Regions from separate parts of the Neogale vison genome. Here region 1 is linked to region 2. The links are chromatin contacts, called in public Hi-C maps. All regions are on one chromosome and are shown on one strand. Each heading gives the region's core, a stretch centred on a gene start, on an enhancer-like site or on the middle of the called end of the contact. The rest is flanking DNA. Distances are from core to core; before and after follow the strand shown.

Evidence for each region. A called contact is a pair of places that touch in the nucleus more often than the background predicts.
Region 1: a Hi-C map of fibroblasts shows a contact between it and region 2, with 6 times the contacts expected there. The contact joins the promoter of TEAD1 here to the enhancer-like site in region 2. A contact is called at or near these places in 2 of 3 Hi-C or Micro-C datasets (fibroblasts and muscle).

What each region holds. Positions count from the first base shown.
Region 1 is chr7:160,622,452-160,628,412 of ASM_NN_V1, forward strand. It overlaps TEAD1 (transcriptional enhancer factor TEF-1), which reads left to right and starts at 2,717. Exons shown (of 12, transcript XM_044258861.1): 1 at 2,717-3,073.
Region 2 is chr7:160,504,039-160,510,005 of ASM_NN_V1, forward strand. No RefSeq gene overlaps it. Among named protein-coding and RNA genes, the nearest start is that of TEAD1, 120 kb to the right of the region's middle. Within about 2 kb of position 4,418, the one cell type or tissue checked has open chromatin away from gene starts, as enhancers often do. A contact at or near this core is called in fibroblasts, where this site is marked.

The DNA of each region.
Region 1 (5,961 bases), core at 1,467-3,966, 120 kb after region 2:
TTGAATCCTCACTCTGTACTTTCTATCTGTCCTCAGTTTGCTCATCTTTAAGGTAGAAACCTCACCTCATAGGGTGACGGTGGGTGATTAAATGAGGTAATTAGTGGAAAGTACTTAAACAAGTGCCTGGTATCCAGTTGCTTTGTTAAAGATCTGTTACAGTTTTGGGGGAAGTAGAGGTCAGTGATTATGAACATGGGCTGAAGTCAGAAGGAATTCAGGTCAACCCTGTATACTCTGCTCTTTGGACTGTGGGTCATTGGGTAAATTGTTAATATTCCCGTACCTTAGTTCCTCACCTATATAAACTGAGCTACGAATCATTATCTTGTACAGGTGCCACGAGTATTGAAACGGTAAATGCAAAGTGCCAAGGACTGAGTTTGGGTGTAGTACATGCTAGTTGCTGTCATTTTAGCAGGTGGCAGCTACTGTTCCTGCCCTCAGATGCTGGAGGTGAACAGCTGCTGGGCCCTGACATCCATAGGTCCTCTGTACCATCTGGTGGGTAGCTGAGGAGTGTGAAAATGTGCAGAGAGACCACAAAAGTTATTCCCATTTACGTGTACGTCTTGGGAGGTGTACATTTAGCTAAATGAAACCCAGTCCACTTGGACTCAGATGTAGGGGCATCCCAGCATACAGGTAACTACAGAATACAATAGGGAGTCTGGAGCAAGGACTTTTGAGGGTCCTAAGGAGGAAATATCTAGTTGAGTAGTCATCCTAGAAGAGGTTTTTAAGATAAGCCTCAAGAAACATCCTATCAAGTAGGAAAAGCTGCAGAAAATACTGGCCATGAAGAGCTCTGAATCGCAGGCCAAGGTATTTTTCCTCAATTCAGTAAGAAATAGGATATTTTGTATTGCCGGGTGGCTGTGAGATGGGAGCTGGAGTCTGAAAAATGTTCAGGTACACTGGGCCAACAAACTGTGGTTTAGCAACCCTACTGTCTGGCTTGCCCTGCCATTGGACTCTCATACTTTTAGAAGATGATATTTGGAGAGGGATATGCCTAGCACCGTTTTAATGCCAAATTAATTATGTTTTTCTAATACGTTTCCAAAAACCAGTGCAATGGTGGCTGGGGTCATTACTGTAAACCTCATTGTATCACCTTATTATTGCATGCAAACTAGAGATAAAACGCATTAGTACCCTTTATTAAGAAAAAAAAAAAAAAGCATTAGTACCTACCTGTGGTAACGGATGCATACACACGTGAGAAATTTGTATAGGAATACAGGCACACACAAATGAGTACAATTAAGGTTGGGGAAACATCAATAAGACGGGTGGACTGAATCAATGTCAATATCCATTGTGTGTTATATTACAGTTGTGGAGGACATTACCATTGGGAAGAACTGGGCAACGTGAACAAAAGATTTCTTTGTACTATTATTTTTTACAACATGTGAATCTTCAATGATCACAAGAAAAATTTCAATTAAAGAACATTAGTACAAGTTACGTTGTACAAAATGTGTCGTTGCAAGTCACATTCTGCTTCCCTCAATTATTCATATTTAGGGGATTTAGGGACAAATAGGCGCCATTATTTATCTTGGGGCCCCAACTGGAAAGGAGAGCAAAATGCCTAGAAGGAAAGAGGTCAACAGTACAGAAATTGCTTTTGCTACTTCGATCTTAGTGAAACTGGCACAAGACAGTCACCGAAAACGTTAGACAAGTTCTGCCATAGAGGGATGACTTTACCCAGCTATTTTCTGATTTACCCACTGGGTATAATGTGTCACTACTCCGCTTCCAAAGGTGGCGATAAAACTATTTTTTTTTTTTTTTTTTTAGAATGGAAGAGAAATTTATCCACACACACAAAAGGAGCGGCCTGAAGTTGCCTGATGTAGCATTTTAAAATTCGGGGAGTTTTTGCCTAACCCATTACTTTCGGAAAAGTACAACCCACAGGGATGAGAGAACTCAACTTCTTGAGCAAGCTGGAGAAGACCGTGCTAGCAGGGCAGATTGGTTTCCCTTCCCAACAAAAGGGCCGACTTCCACTTGAATGAGCGCCGCGAACTTGTATAAAGTGTGAGAGGGGAAGAAATGGCAGGCTGGGAATCCGGCCCCGGGAAGGCTTTCACCGCGCCGCAGAACCACCACCTGAATTTCCAGAAAAGAAACTTCTCTTCCCCGAACTTGCAGACTTTCACGAGTCCTGGAGCGCTCTAAGGGGTCGGCCGAGCTTCCGCGTCCCGTAAGAGGGAAACTGAGGCAGGGAGGGCGCGGCGCGCGCAGCTCCGGGCTCGGCGCCCGTCCGGAGGAAGAAACCCAGGCTTCCAGAGTTCTCCGTGCGGACGCAAGCACCTCGAAGCCTCCCGCCGCCCCGCCCTGCTCGGGACAAAGCCCGGGCCCGCGCCGGGAGACAGGGCGGGGGGGTGGGGGGTGGGCAGGGCGGCTCCCGCGCGCGCCCCGCTCCCCCGTGGGCGCGAGACTCCGCCCCGCCGTCCCTGCGGGGGGAGCCCGTGCCCCAACCGCAAGTCGGCCCAGCCGGGCCCGCCCCGAATCCCCATGACGTCACCGGCGGCGGCAGGCCCCGCCCCCGGCCCCGGGCGGCAGGCCGCATGACGTCACCGAGGCCCCACCCCTCCGGAGCGAGTTCGGTCCTGGCGTTCATTTCATTCCTGTCCTCATTCCGAACATTCTTAGCATCGCTCGCGCCGCGCCGCGCCGCCCGAGCCGAGCCGAGCCTCTGCAGCCGCCGCCGCGGCCCCGCCGCCCGCCGCGGGCGCCCACCAAGCACTTTGCAGACTCGCTTCCACCCTACGGGCCAGTCCGCGCGGCGGGGCCCGGGCCCGGGGCGGCCGCGTCCGGGGACAGGCCATGCAGTGAAGCCCCCCCACCCCGACCGCCTTTGCCTGGAGCCGCGGGCAGCAGCCCAGTGCGCCGAGCCGGCCCCGGGGCAGGAGCGGTGCTAGGCAGGGGTGGGGTGGCCCGGCCCGGGGACCGGGAGCCGGGGAGGGAGCCGGGCACCGAGCTGCGGGCGGGGGAAGCGGCGCCGAAGTTTGCCTCGGACTCGCCGGGCGCTGCGGCGGCTCCCTTCGCCGAGGTAAGTTGGCGCGCGGGGTGATGCTGGGTGCGGGCGGCGCACCGGGCGCCCGGGGGCGGGGGGCCGGCGGCGCGTCCGGCTCGGGCCGCTCTTTCTCTGCGGGCTCCGCTTTGTGTGCGGCGGGCGGGCACGCGGAGGGCCAGGGCCGGGCCCCCGCGCCCCCTTCAAGGTGAGCGGCCGGGCGCCGCCGCGCGAGTTGCCGGGACGCCAAGTTGGGCCGCGCGCTGCGGAGCCCGCGCGGCAACAGGCGGTCCCCGGCGGCGGCCCTGGAGGCGCCCGGCCGGCCGCGCCGCGCCCCCCCCGCCCCCCCCGTCCCCCGCGCCCCCAGCGCCTGCCCGCTCGCCCGTACGCGCGCACACGCACACACCCTCACAAGCTCAGCCGGTTATCACGGTTTGCTCGGGGAAGTCAGAAGTTCGGAGCGGGCGCGGGCGGGGAGAGCCGCCGGCGCCGCCTCGGAGCCCGGAGCCGCCCCCCCCCCCGCCCGACGCCGCCGCCCCCACCGGGCCCCTGGGCGCCCGGGCCCCCCGAGGCCTGCCCGGGGTCCGCGCCGACTCGTGCTGCTGGCGGGGGTTCGCTCCTTCTCAAAGATGAAAGAAGGCACGGTCGCCTTTGCCGCTTCTCCAGGACTGTTGCTGCTGCCGCCGCCGCCACTTCATTGCACATTCAAGTGGAAAATTTTCAGGAGTCAGCAGAAACATTGTGTCCAAAAAAGACTGAGTCGCAGTTACCACCAAACCCTGGAGGAGACTCTCCCTGGAAAACTTCCCTTCGGTAGGAAATACTGGGGGATTTGTTTGTTTATTGGAAGAGAAATGATCCCCAGGAGAGGAGAAAATCAGGGTGTACTTCTAGTCTTTGTTCGTAGCAGCAACACTGTTTTCAAAAGTCCAGAGGCCGGTTTTCAAGAAAGTTCAACTTCCAGGAGTTTCTTTTTTCTAAAATGCATTTGTGTGTGTGTGTGTGTGTGTGTGTGTGTGTATTTCTCTCTTTCTTTTTTTTTTTTTAAACTGAAGCAACATTTTAAATGAGTTGAAAACAATGGAGGGCTCACACTTCCCTTATTCTTCTCCCACGAAAATAAATAAAATCCAGATCATAATTTTCTTTGCTTTTTAATTGTCTTTCTTTTTAAAGATTTATTTAAAGTTGAATGGTGTCACTGTATAAAAATATTTATGAAACAATGAAATAGCAGCCACCAGCATTTCTCAGGAGGCTTGTTAACTTCTCAGAAGCAAGTGGCTGCCTGTGATTTGCAGAAATGAAAATTGACCTCAGTAAGCACTGGAAACTTAGAGACAGATGATGTTCCAGGAGCGGGTAATGTAAAAAGGCCTGTTTTAAAAACAGTGCCTTGGAGGGAGCCCAGGTCCTGGGACAGAAAGGTCTGCAAAACCTATCAGATTTCAAAATGGTTAAACAAGAAAATTTTAAATGCTACAGATATTGCAAAGGAGCAGAACACTAAAACATTTCAGGGCAACCGCATGTTTCTTCCTCCCCACCCTCCTTGATTGTTTCTGGAAGTTTTGGTGGTCTGATCGCTTATGGTGTGCTGAGTTCCTGCAGGTGGTTACCTGAGTAGACGGATCCCTTTTAGGAGCCTGGGATCTGCCTGCATTGTCAGAACAGGCAGTGAGTGGGCTCCTTTCTCTGCAGTCTGCAGTGGCCTTTACTGGTGTGTCCTGCCCGGGGCTTCTCTGCCAGGGTACTCTGAGGCAGTGCTTAGGGAACATATCTTAGGCTGTGCCCGTGCCTTGTCCTTTCACTCTCGGGTCTGCCCTTTTGTAAATATCAGGATCTTCGGGGCCAGGCTCAGATCTAACTTTGCTTAAGAATCTTTCTTCTTCAGAAGGAAATAGTAGAACTAATTACAAAGTGACTCAGGAAAGACAAATGGATTTAGTTGAACCTTTGTCAACAGCGAGGTTTTGAATCGTTGATTATTTTGGGGAGGGGGGGAGGCTTACTTTTCTAATCTCACTATTTCCATAAATGGTCACAGATATTTTTGTTTAGTATTTCTTTGTATGTACAACTTGGTATTGAGCTCTCAGGTTTCAGATTTTAAACAGAGTTTGTAATTCTTTTATTTGTTGTTAGCATAAAAAAATGAGGTGATAAGCTGTATTCATTACTGAATTCTTGCTGATGGTATAAAAGTGCCAATGTAGACCATTTTATTTTACTTATCATTATTATTATTTGGTCTGCAGTTTTAGGGGAATATTAGAATAATTTTTTTTTTTTTACAATTTTGAGACAAAACCAATGTGACACTTTGCCTTGACAGTAAGATTTGAAAAAACAGAGGAAAGAATCTTTGTATAGATTCCACCTCTCAAGTGATCTTTCATGGAGTAACAAATAGAACTCCATCCAGAGACCATGCTTGAGAGATTTATGGAGTTTATTGGGTTTTGTGTGAGTGTGTGTGTGTGTGTGTTTGTGTTTCTTTTTCCTTTTCCCAAAACATAAACCAGGACTCACCACGACATGTACTTAATGAGATTTAATTTAAAGAGGGATGGCAACCTAGTTTAGTTTGAGCCAGATTGAAGCAAATTTCTCACGGAGAGGCGGAGAGGTGCTTCCTTGCATTGTGGTACAATGTGTGCCTAGGCCCCAGCAGCAAATTAATTATATGTCAGGGCAGGTTTTGGGCGGGGTGGAGGGTGGGGGGGGCAGGGGGAAAGTGGGAGAAGGGGGAGAGCGACACTGTGGGGGACGTCAGCTTCTTTCAGCTTCTTCCCTTTTCCCTCTACCTCTCTTACAGCAGGAATTACGTATTCAGACTCTCACTTTGGAGGACTAATGTCTCCTCGTATTAAGAACAAGGACAAGCAAGGCATAATGAAAAGGGTGTTGGGGGTTTTTTGCTGCTT
Region 2 (5,967 bases), core at 3,168-5,667:
CCCGGGGGTGGAGGTGGGAGGGGCCGGGGCTCCACTCCAAGGGTTTATAGGCTATTAATAGCTGGTGGCACTGGGGCTGCAGGCCACAGTCCAAGGGACTCCTCTTTCTCCTCTGCTCCCAGCTGGGCTGCTCTTTAGACGCACTTAGAAAGAGTGGTGTTTGTTAGAAAAGCTGGTGAGGGAAAGACCATGAAATCTTGCCTGGAGAAGACCGCTGCTTTCCCCAAATTTCCAACAAATGACTTTATATTTCATTTCTCTGTTTCCAGTAAAGTAACCAAATCCTGTTGTTTCTGTTCTTTGTTTTGGATTTTTTCTTGAAAGTAAATATAAATAGGAGTTCACATGCAAAGGCACTTGGATAGTTTTCTCATTTAATCCTCATCTTGGGGTAGAGGCTACTTTTACCCCCATCTTGCAGGTAAGAAAACTAAGTTTCTGAGAGCTGACGTGATGCAGGACCAGTAATGGAATCACCAGAATGCCTCTCGGGTTGTCTACCTCCAAGCCCTGCACTCCTACTGCCCCCCACTGCAGGGCCCTGAGGAACCCCCTCCAGCAGCAGTGCAGAGCTCCTCTCCGCAGAGCACAGGAGCAGAGAATGCCAGGCTTGGAAAGGACCTGCTGCATTTCCCACACGGCAGGATCCCCTCCTACAGGATTCCTGGTGGAGGCCCGTCCAGTTTCCCGGAAGAGGAAGTGAGGGGAACCAATATTAACAAGGCCAGGAAGGAGTGTATTATCTAGGTGGCATTGGCCCACAAAAAAGCACAAGTTCTGACCTGCCTGCACTAAACCATAAGGAAAACTCATCTTTGTAACAAGAATTCCAGCGCCGGGGGGCGCCTGGGTGGCTCAGTGGGTTCGGCTCAGGTCATGATCTCATGATCTCAGGATCCTGGGATTGAGTCCCACATCAGGCTCTCTGCTCAGCAGGGAGCCTGCTTCCTCCTCTCTCTCTCTCTCTGCCTGCTTCTCTGCCTACTTGTGATCTCTCTCTGTCAAATAAATAAATAAAATAAAATTTTAAAAAAAAGTCGTCCAGCGCCGGTGAATTCAGTGGCTCCATGATGTCATCGGGGACCCGGGTTCTTTCCCACGTTCAGCTCGGCCCCAGTCAGGGGAGGTCAGGGCTTCTCCACACGGGCTTCCGATGGCTGCTTCAGGTCCAGGCTTCAGAGACAACCTCAGCAATAGTTATTGGACAGTGGACAGTTTTTTTGGTGTTTTTTTTTGGGAGGTGGGGAATGGGGGAGATGTTGTTTGTCTATCCAGTGGGCAACCTTTAGTGACATTCCTTCCTGGTGTCTCTTTGGCCAGGACAGAACCTCGTGGCAACCCAGAAGCCACTCACAGGCAAATGGAACGAGATCACCAGAAAGACTGGCTTGAAGTATAAGGACTGCACCTCCCCGAATCATGGAGTGGAGGCCTGGAACCCTAAGTACAAACAGGGTTCCGTCTGCAAGGAAAAAGGAGAAAGTGGCCTGGGAGAGCTGACCAACTCTCTCTGAGCCTGGGAGATTCTCTGGAGCTTGCGAGTGAAGACCACTGAGACTGAGAACTCTGAGACTTGATCACTTGTCTCTTGGGCTTTGCCCTGCATCTCGCTCGTTGCTATAATCCCTAGAGGATTCAAAACCAAAGGTGTAGTTGGTGCTCAGCCAGCCAGTTCACTTTTAATGCAACAAACACATAGGGGGTTCCTCCTACCTGCCTAGCAGTGTGTAGTGCGCTGGAGATACAAAGATGACCAACAAAGGGCCTCTACCCCTGAGCTTACCATCTGGTACCTTGTTATCATCATCATTATCATCATCATTATTAAATAGTGCTACTTTGGGGTCGCCTGGCTGGCTCAGTGGGTTAAAGCCTCTGCCTTCGGCTCAGGTCATGATCCTAGGGTCCTGGGATCGAGCCCCGAGTTGGGCTCTCTGCTCAGTGGGGAGCCTGCTTCCGCCTCTCTCTCTGCCTGTTTCTCTGCCTACTTGCAATCTGTCAAATAAATAAAATCTTTAAAAAAAATAATAAATAGTGCTACTCTTGTTATTTTCAATCAACATTTACTCCACTCACATAATATGCTAGACATTTTGGAAATACAAAACATTCATGCCAGGGCTTGGGATAATTTTTGTATCCTGTTCGGCAGAAAGGATTTATTTGCCCAAAGTCTCACAGCTCCTGGGTGTCAGACCCAAGAACAAATTCAGGTGCACCTAAGTCAGAGACCATCTTCTTTCTGCCAACTGTATTCTCTGTGCCTCTCAACCTACTAAATGCTCTAGCTTACCAATAAAAAAACAAAAAAGAACAAAACAACAACAAAAAAATGTTAAGCCAGTATATGGATATGTAGGTCCCCAAAGTTATCATAAGACCAATTTTTGTTTGTCTGTCCTTGTCTTTTTTTTTTTTTTTTAAGATTTTACTTACTTATTTGTCCGAGAAAGAGAGTACAAGCAGGCAGTGTGGCAGGCAGAAGCAGAAAAAGAAGCAGGTTCCCCGCTGAGCAAGGAGTCTGATGCGGGACTCAAACCCAGGACCCCGGTAACATGACCTGAGCCAAAGGCAGCTGCTTAACCAACTGAGTCACCCAGATGACCCTCTCCTTGTCTTTTTTGCTCTACTCCATGGAGATTGCCCTTTCCCTACCAGGACATGCAAAATTGGGCAATTTTGTTATTTTCTCCTGACTTCTGCTACCTCACATTATGTTTCCAACAAAATAGTCAAGAGATTAAAATGTCTCCTCTCCCTTGGCTGGAGACTTTGCCAGGAAGAAACCACTGTCAAGGAAGTGGGATACTGCTTCTCTCTTTACTTTTTAGATAATGAATTTTCCTCAGGTCAGAATCATTGATGAGTCATTTCTGGAATCCAGCATTTCCTCCATTTTGACTGTTAGACCTTTGTTACCAGCAGCCCTCCACACCTACCTAAGGATGATCCAAAGAACATGTTTGAAGATACCACAGGTGAAAATAAAAGACATTTGTCAGCCAGCTTTGCTCAGAAAGGTTCTTCCTTACACATCACGTGCTTCAGTAACCCACAGCTCCACTCTGAGTCCACCCTCCTCTTTCTCTCCAACACAAGCTGCTGGATTTGTGAGGTGGGCTCTGGTCAGAGTCCATTTCCCTGTCTGGGTTGAGGATGCTTTATGCCCTAAGCCAGATCTGTGGCCATTCTCCTGGGAACCCAGAATTTGGGGGTCAAGCAGTGAGCCACCCATCTAGCCAGGAAGGCTGTTTTAAAGAAATTACAAGAAATTCAATAAAGGGGCACCTGGATGGCCCAGTCGATTAAGCATCTGCCTTCAGCTCAGGTCATGGAATCAAGACCCGTGTCAGGCTCCCTGCTCAGTGGGGAGCCTGCTTCTCCCTCTCCCCCGTGCTTGTGCTCTCTCTTGCTCTCTCAAACAGATAAATAAAATTGGAAGAAAGAAAGAAAGAAAAAGAAATTCAGTAAGCAGCCCTCGCTAAGCCTGTCACTTTGTCCACATACTGTATCCATCCGCCTGGGTCTTGGTTTCCTCCCTTTTGTTCACCTTAGTTTTTCCTTGTCCCAGTCTCATTTCCTGGACTCTAAATAAGGCCTTCTTGCCCATGGCCAGTGCTATGACCTAGCAAGAATCAGCAGAAGCCTATTCTGGCCAGAGGCAGATTCAAATTCAGACGCTTCTATTCACCAGCTGTGAGTCCTCAGGGAGGAGACTCAACCTTTCTAAGACCCAGTTTTCTCTTTAGTAAAATAGGCATAATAGTTCCTAGTTCATAGTGCTGTCAGTAGATTAAGTGGGATCTTTCACGTAGGAAGCCTGGGGTATTGTCAGATGCACAATCCACAGTGCACTGCACCACGTAACCCACCGCACAATCCACAATCAGCACCGCACCACGTAACCCACCTAAGGAGACTCACCAGTGCTCCATAGTGGTTTCTGGAATTAATCTGAAATAAACATTTTCTAGATTTCCAGGCTGCCCTGGAAGGGTTTCCCTACCACACTTATCTTGGTTTTAAAAAAAAAAAATCAGAAGCAGGGCACCTGGCTGGCACAGCTGGTAGAGCATGGACTCTTGTACTTGGGGTTGTGGGTTCAAGCCCCACATTGGTTATAGAGATTACTTTAAATTTTTTTAAGAAATTAAAAATTAAAAAAAAAAAATATCAGAAGCTTGAAAATGGAGGAGGGACTGGAGAGAGGGCAATGAAGTAAGCCGGATGCTAGAAGCCTGGATTGCCTTTGGCTCAGTCTGGATTTGAGGGAAACCTGGAATTACTGCGATTTCATCACAGCAGCTGGTCCAAGATAAACCTGCCAGAACCGCTCAGAGGCCAGATCTGGATTGCAGTGATAGCTGAGGCCTGCTGAGAAGCAAGGAAAAACTATTTATCTGACATTTTTTTCAACCCCAACCAAGAATTTTCTTTGGCTCAGGATGCCACTGGGACCGGTTTTCATTTGCATGGAGCTCATTTGAGGATCCGCGCCTCTGACGGTAGAGACTTCTTAGAAAGACTTCCATTTCCCTGCCTCCTTTCCACATGTGCCTCTCTCATGATTCAGAAATAATCACCCATCCAGGAAAGCTAATCCCCGAGTCTTACTTATGCATGGATTGTGCCAGAACCTCACATATACATTCTCTCTGATTCAACTCTACACACAGCCTGTGTGGGCCTGAGCATCAGTAAAGATGGCCGCCAGAGAACATTGGCCCTCTTTCCAAATTGGCAGCCTTCATCCCACTGAAGCCATGTTAACCGATGTGGCACATTTTAATACATTTCACTGTCTCAAGCTGTGGCAGCAAATTTAGAGTGTGAATCTTCCTAACAGCTGCTCCTAGAGTGGCTGTCTGGAATCTCTGTATCCTTGACCCGTTGGTGCCAACGAACGAAAACCTCGTCCATGTAGTATGTATCTCGGTGGGGCTTTAGAACAATCCTGTCTGAACTAAAATGCCACCATTCTTAATAATATTATTGTGAAGACTCTTCATTTCCAAAAACAGGTAGCATTTAGGGAGTGGTATAAATATTCTAGGAATTAAAATTGTGAGTTTTCTTGAGAAAACAATTCAGAATGTGCCCCATCAGATCAGCACTATCTGCTTTAACCAGACACTTTATTCCGATGATACTGCCTTAGATGCCCATTGCATGGTTCATCATCCTTAGTCAAAGATAGGCACATAGATGATCTTGGTTGCATTGTGGTCATAGCCAAAGATTAGAAACAAATGTTCATTGATAGGGGACTGGCTAAATCAATTATGAATGTCCAGTCAATAAAAAAAGTGGGGGGCACCTGAGTGGCTCAGTGGGTTAAGCCGCTGCCTTCCGCTCAGGTCATGATCTCAGGGTCCTGGGATCGAGGCCCACATCGGGCTCTCTGCTCAGCAGGGAGCCTGCTTCCTCCTCTCTCTCTCTCTGCCTGCCTCTCTGCCTGCTTGTGATCTCTGTCTGTCAAATAAATAAATAAAATCTTTAAAAAAAAAAAAAGTGATGATCCAAAGGGGCAACTGCACCCCAAAGTTTATAGCAGCAATGTCCACAATAGCCAAACTATGGAAATAACCCAGATGTCCATCGACAGGGGAATGGATAAAGAAGATGTGGAGACACACACGCGTGCGTGCGCAGGAATATTATACAGCCATCAAAAAAGAAATACTGCCATTTGCAACAACATGGATGGAACTAGACGGTATTTTTTTTTAAAGATTCTTTATTTTATTTATTTGACAGACAGAGATCACAAGTAGGCAGAGAGGCAGGCAGAGAGAGAGAGGAAGGGAAGCAGGCTCCCTGCCAAGCAGAGAGCCTGATGTGGGGCTCAATCCCAGGACCCTGGGATCATGAACTGAGTCGAAGGCAGAGGCTTTAACCCACTGAGCCACCCAGGTGCCCCTGGAACTAGAGGATATTATGCTAAAAGAAATAAGCCAATCAGGGACG